Linked DNA regions of Mus musculus: region 2 is linked to region 1. Evidence: chromatin contacts called from public HiChIP or PLAC-seq data. All regions are on one chromosome and are shown on one strand. Each heading gives the region's core, a stretch centred on a gene start, on an enhancer-like site or on the middle of the called end of the contact. The rest is flanking DNA. Distances are from core to core; before and after follow the strand shown.

Region 1 (3,391 bases), core at 616-3,115:
GTACTGAACATTCCTTATCTGCTTTGCATTCAGAACATGCATCCTCTTACTTAGTCTACACACAATAACTCGGGGTCAGTGTCAATTATTATTATTCTTTCTTTCTTTCTTTAACTGAGTGGATGAGGCTCAGAGATTGCAATTCAGTAACCCAAGTGTGGTTTACAAGGCTGCAAGTCCAGACAAATAAGCAAAGCCTCGTTCTTTGTTCTCCATGAAGCAAACTCAGTTATGTGCCTGGAAGCCTGGATTCCATGCCCGGATCTACCAGTGTCTGAAGACAACCGAGACTCATTCTGTGTTTCTACATGACGTGATACCTCCTTCTCCAAGTCATTGAGTATCTTTATAAGTAACATTATTCTAATTAACTCAGATGTTCTCCATTTCATACTACTACTACTACCAGATTCTATTTCAATCAGTCACAGTTGGTTTTGTTTGTTTGTCTTTTGGTTTGCTTGTTTGTTTGTTTGTTTGATGTTTGCTTTTGGTTTTTGGAGACAGGGTTTCTGCCTGGCTGCTCTGGAACTCACTCTGTATGTAGACCAGGTTGCCCTGGAACTCACAGGGATCCATGTGCCTCTGCTTCCTGAGTGCAAGGGTTAAAAGCATGTGATTTCTATGTTCTTGGTCCTTTTCTCCCAGAGTATGGTACACACGCCAGAGGCTTTGCATCAAGCCCTTAGGATCATGAAGCTATAATGTATTTGTTTGAGATTTCTGGAGATTTTTGTTATTGTTTGACTTCAAACACGAGGGAGAATGAAACAGATAAATCAATTACAGTTTAACTCCAAATTATCCTCACTCTAGCAAATGTGTGTGTGTGTGTGTGTGTGTGTGTGTGTGTGTGTGTGTGTGTGTGTGTGTGTGTGTGCCAGTGCACAAAAGAAAGGCCATGTGGTGACTACACTCTTCTGGTGGATGTTATCAGACCACAGCCCAGAGGGGAACCAGTACAGTAGTTCACAGGCCATTTGATCAACACGATTATGGGTGGATCTGTTTTGTTCCAAAAGATGAGAGCGGGCTGAGCTTGGCTTCTCACCTGTGGTCCTGAAAGCTGATAAACACTGGTAAACAATAGAATCCGTTAACTGGGCGTTCTCCTTGATCTCAGGATGCTCTGGCCTCACAGTCTTCCTCCGAGGATCCCAGGCACAGTTGTGTTTGTTTGCTATGAGCTGAAGCTAGGACGCTTTCAGCTTCCTCAGGAAATCTCTAGAAATCTCATTTCCCCTTAAAAAAAAAAGCAAGCCAAGAGATTCATATTTGGTATCAAAGCTTAATTTTAGCCAGTGCATGCCTATAATCCCAGTACAGGATTGAGTCAGAGGCAGCCTGGGCTACAGATTATAGTGAAAGACTGTGTCAAAACCACTAAGTGAGCATTATATGCAGTTGTTAGAAATGGATGTTAAACAAAATTTTGAGCTGAGTCCAATCTTATCCAAGAATGGGGTTGAGCATGCTGACCTAATTAGAGCCCCCAATGTCCATCTCTCTCACAGACTTGTGACATAAGACAGAACATGTAATGTTTTCTTTCTTTTTTTTCCTGTTGCTTTTAACATTATCCAACGAGATAAACAGAAGCAAGCATCACCATTTTAGGAAATTCCTGGAGATGAATGTAGCAGCAGTCAGACACGGTCGCTGATGGGAACACAGGCAAGTCTGTGTCTCCCATTATCTGTCACAAAGGTGATTGGCGTCACAGATGCATAATCTCACAGGGATAGCTGTACAGCTCCCAAGGAATGAGATGCCCTGGAGAAATGAGTGCCCACAGGAAACAGCACCACCAGCATCCTTGAGTGTAATTCTGACTAAGCTTTTTTTCTCATTAATCATCGAACCGAGTCTGTGTCCGGATCCAGGCTACAGTCAGTTGCAGCATACATTCCTGGCTGTGATAGGAAGGTCTGGGCCAGAGACTGTGGGAAAGAGTCAGCTTGTACCCAGGCAACAGGGTCAGGTCAAGAATTCACCTCCTAGACCCCTTGAATATGCAGCCTTTGTGCTAATAGTTCAGACTGGTAGAGAACACTTCCAGGGAAGTTCCCTGTTCGAGGGAGGGCCAGGCTGTATGGTGTGTGTGTGTGTGTGTGTGTGTGTGTGTGTGTGTGTGTGTGTGTGTGTGTGTGTGTGTGTGTGAATCCCCCAATAAGGGAGTGAAGTCACAGGACCAGTGGCTGTCTGGGTTAGTGTTCCATTGACAGTGTTTGCAAGTCATTATCAGGGGCCTCCAGGAATCCATGAGGACACACTGTGACAAGGTAGCAAAATTTATGTCAGGAACAAAATGGTGCTAAAGTCCTTAAGCAAGAGTACATGGAACACATGAAGTTATCTTACCTCCTCTTTCTTTTATTGCAGCTAAGAGAAGCGGTGGTGGTTTGCCAAGGTAGAGCCTTGTTCCGACTCCCATCAGCCTTTGCTCTGGGTCTGAGGTTTCTCGTGGCACTGCCCAACCATAGAAGACTGAATTAGTCAGGACTTGAACTCCAGACATGAGTTTTCCCTCCCCTTTGAATTCCGGCAGTGATTGCCTTTGTGCCCTCGTCTCCTGGTTGCATCGCTCTGTCTCAGCATGGATTCTTTGCTCTGCTCTGCCCTCCCATCTGGCTCTGATGTCCGATGACTGTTGTGACTGCTGGTGTCCTGGGACATAGAGTGTTTTTTCTTTGCTTGCCTCTTTCTTGCCTTTCTTTCTTTTTCCTCCCCACCCCCTTTGATATTATTACATATTGCCAGGCTGATCTTAAACTCAGATCCTTCACCTTCAGCTCCCCAAGTGCTATGATGAGGCGTGTACCACCACCCTTGACAAATGATACTAACTCATCTCTGTCTGTCTGTCTAATCATATCTTTCATCTATCTATCTATCTATCTATCTATCTATCTATCTATCTATCTATCTATCTATCTATCTATCTATCTGTCATCTGTCTGAATCTGTCTCTTCTATCTCTGTCTCTCTGTTTTTCTGTCTCTCCATATATATATATATATATATATATATATATATATATATATATATATATATATATATATATGGAATCCAGAGCTTTGATTATGCTGAGTACCTCACAGCCAGTGTAGCAGGAAGCACAAGTTAATGGCACATGGTTCCCGTTGCTTAGTCCAAGTTGAAAGCTACTGTGCCCCGAGTGCTTGTGAATACAGGTACACACGGACATGTCCTGCCCTCTTCTACCCACTGTTGGCAAAGGTCAGGAGTTGCTCAGCTAAGAGTCCAATGTCCTCAGAGGAAGAGATGGGCTCTAGGAAACCAAAGAGTAAGCGAGTGGAGAAAACTCCACAAAATATGGAATGTGAAGCTGAGTGTTAAAAGGGGCCTCTACAACAAGGTGGTGACAGGT
Region 2 (3,391 bases), core at 511-3,010, 240 kb after region 1:
TTGATGGAAGGCTTAAGTTGAAGTTATAGGTTTCCTCTTCTGTCATCTGTTGTGCTCCACCCTGGAAAGGAACTGGACATAATGACACTTGCTATACATCAGCTGGCCCCAGTGGAGTCCCAAGGGCACAGTGGGTGCCTTCTCATGGATTCTAGGCGGGGGCTAGTTCTCTGATGCTGCCTTCTGTTTTGGTAGGGGGGGGGGCGATCCAAATGGGTGTGGTCTATGTTTGTAGTCACCTCGAAGGCTCTTTCTTGGGGCATATCCTGGGGCACAGGATGAGCTATCTGCAAATGGATTCGCTCAGTCTTAACTTACAGTGAGAGTTATTGAAGTAGATGGGCCACTCTGAGCCTCTATCATCACCATTTATAACGGAGATCAGTAAAGAAGAATGTCCCCCCCCCCTTTTTTTTCTTACTATCACTTCACCTGAAATATCTCTTGAGAATGACTATGTCTAGCTTTTTTTTCCCCTGCATGATGTCAAGGCTATTTGGGAATGGTCAGCTAATATTTTAGCAAGAGTTGGCCCCTAAGCTTCCAACTCTGACAGCAACTTCCTTTTCCCTTTCTCTACCCACATTACCGTTCTCCTGTTCTCTCTGGTTTCCCTGGGTTCTCTCTCACCTTGTGCCCGTGGGAAGGCGCTTCCACCAATTGAAAGACTCCCAGAGAATTCCCCCACCCCGGGGGATTTCCCAGCTGAGTCCCGAGTCCTTGGCTCTTCCAGGTGGCCAACTCTTCCGGAAGTGGTTCATTTCCTTTCAGGGTCTGCCCACCTCTCAATGCAGAGCGGCAGATCCAAGATCCTAACCCAGGGGCTAGCAGCTGAAGAGGAAATTTCTTCCCACGCTTAGTCTTTCCCAGTCTTGTTAGAGTGGAGCAGCAACCCTTGATTTTTTGACCATACCACTGCCACTGCTGCTTTAAGTGCCTGTTGTGGCCAGGTCCTTTGGAAATAGTTGGAGACAGATGCCATTAACTCTGTTCAAAATGTGGACGGAGGAGGATGGGATGAAAGCCAAGCACTGCATCCTTGGGTTCTATGATGACTCAGAGGCCAGATGATGACCCAGACTTTCGTCATCTTATTTGGACTGTCATCTGAATCAGCAGAACCCAGTGTGGCCTTTGACTCAATCCAGCCTTTTCCTGTTCCTTAGAGGGATACTATGTATGGAGATTTATGGAAACAACTGATAAATATATGTACCTACCCCTTTCCCCATAGCTAACAAACCTTCCTGGGACTCTTCACAAGGTTTTATTAGCCCCTTTCCACTACATACATGACTGTGATAAAAGAAATGCCCACATTACAGTTCTCCTGTTCTCTGTGGTTTCCCTGGGCTCTCACTCACCTTGTGCTCGTGGGAAGGTGATTCCACTAATTGAAAGACTCCAAGAGAATTCCCCCCACCCCGGGGATCGAACCCTATGTTCTATGGAGGTTCCCCCACAGTGACCCAGAAGCCCCAGAGCCCTGATTGAGTGAGCTCCCTTTCTGGCATCCAGATTCCACCTGCTTAAGGTTGCTCACTGTTCTGTAGCCATCTGGTCCCCCCATAAGGGGAAATGCTCAGGCCTCTGAGAAGGTGTCACTTCCACAGTTCCCAGGAAAACTGCCTTTTCTTAGAACATGCTTGTGAAAGGTGAGGCAACAAGCCAACAGTGGTCATGCACTAGTACCCTGTGGAGTGAGGCTATGGGGACTGCTGAACTTAGCTCAATGGAATGTTCCGGGTATCACTCCTTCCAGTCAAGGTTGAAGACGAGGTCTGTGAGTCAGAATCAAGACAGATACATGCAAAACTGCACCCCATGGGCAACAAAGAAGGAAGGATATGCTGGCCCCAGCAGAGGAGCAGAGATGAGTCATTGGGCCATGTGTGCTAGAGCCCAAGGTGGAACTCAACTCAAGTTCCGTCCAACTAGACACATTCTCTTTTAACAAACTGCAACCATCTCCTACTTCATGAATGACTTCACTCATCTCTAGGTGTCCTGGAAACCAATGGGAGGAAGCCTCTCGTCTCCACCAGATGTCTTCAGGTGTACAAATGGCAAGCTAACGTGTCGTCCTGACACATGGTAAGAGCCTACACCTGCTGATTCACTGAGTTGGAAAAAAAAAGGAAGATCTACATTTACACCGATTCCCAGAACTCCCTCCCTTAAGACCCCGTTGAGTCATCTTTTCTCAACAAAAAGACCAAAGGGGAAATTTTGCTGCCCCAGAGTCAGCACTGGTGGGTAGAGCACTTTGAAAGAGAAGAGACTCTAACGGCTGATTGAATGAGAGAAGGGAGATACAGCCTATGGTCACTCCCAAAAATACAGAACCATTCCCGGTGCCAGTTCATAGGCTTCGCATCTCTGGATTCATCCAACTGTAGATTAAAAATATAGGGGGTGGAGGATTATATCTGTATGCAACAAATACAGCCTTTCCCCTGCCATCATCCCTTAAACGGCACAGTATAATAACATTATACTGGCATGGGATTTATGATGAATTATGAGTTTTAAGCATCCAGAGATGGTTTAGGTGTGTAGTGGAATCATAGAGGTTATATGTAAATAAGACATTATTTTACACAGGCGACTTGAGCATCTGTGGATCTGATATCCAGTAGGGGAAGGGATATTGTTGATCCCATTTCCCAAGCATTCCAAACAACAACTAATTTCTAAAGGTACCATGGTCCCTACTGAAAGGACTACCTACGTGGATCCAGCCAGGATGGGGCTGGTACACCCCCAAACTGGAGTTGGATAGTTATGTCCCTTGGAGCATGGGTTTAGTGTTCTGGATTCAGAAGGGCTCTAGAAGCCACCACTGCGATAGGTTTGAGCATAAAGGACATTACCTCAAGATATCATGTGGCAGATCGGGTAGTCAGCTGGTTTGGCTGGTCTTTCATGCTCTGTACACACTTGATGTGTTTTGTGGCTGGGTCTGTTCCCAACATCTCTCCTTTACTAGGGAGAATCTATGTGCATAATTAAGAAGGGGTAGATGAAAAGCAGTGGAGGTTGGGTACAGAACTTGTGCTGGACCAGCTGGGCAGGCAGGGTAAAACTCAGTTAAGTCCCTCATCTGTGGGAGAGGAGACCCTGGGTTCTACCTCACAGTTGCTAACTATGTATGCTTTAACAGGAGTCCATTACCACATCCTTCCCATCTCAGCCATCTCCTCTCCTGTCAACGCTGCTCACTCATCCTTTCTCTTCTTTCCCTCCATCATGTATGGGACCACTGAGTAGTTACCTTGTGCTAAATCCTTCATGCATGTGCAAGGTCCCTCTAGAGAGCCATTAAGAAGACCTGTAGTATAGTCACTGCTAGTTGCAAGAGGCAAACAGAATAGGGTCCCTAGCACAAATC

What was found. HiChIP or PLAC-seq counts read pairs in DNA pulled down with a chosen protein or histone mark.
Region 2: an H3K27ac HiChIP or PLAC-seq map of embryonic fibroblasts shows a contact between it and region 1, with 17 read pairs. The contact joins two enhancer-like sites. A contact is called at or near these places in 2 of 484 Hi-C or Micro-C datasets (the C2C12 cell line and cortical neurons), 8 of 115 datasets of contacts at active chromatin or transcription factors (the 230-238 cell line, cardiomyocytes, differentiating embryonic stem cells and 5 more) and 1 of 9 other capture datasets (embryonic stem cells).

What each region holds. Positions count from the first base shown.
Region 1 is chr8:35,918,561-35,921,951 of GRCm38.p6, forward strand. No RefSeq gene overlaps it. Among named protein-coding and RNA genes, the nearest start is that of 5430403N17Rik, 37 kb to the left of the region's middle. Within about 2 kb of position 1,866, at least 45 of the 459 cell types and tissues checked have an H3K27ac peak or open chromatin away from gene starts, as enhancers often do. A contact at or near this core is called in the C2C12 cell line, embryonic fibroblasts and pancreatic cancer cells, where this site is marked.
Region 2 is chr8:36,163,276-36,166,666 of GRCm38.p6, forward strand. No RefSeq gene overlaps it. Among named protein-coding and RNA genes, the nearest start is that of Gm38414, 9.0 kb to the left of the region's middle. Within about 2 kb of position 1,761, at least 71 of the 459 cell types and tissues checked have an H3K27ac peak or open chromatin away from gene starts, as enhancers often do. A contact at or near this core is called in the C2C12 cell line, embryonic fibroblasts and pancreatic cancer cells, where this site is marked.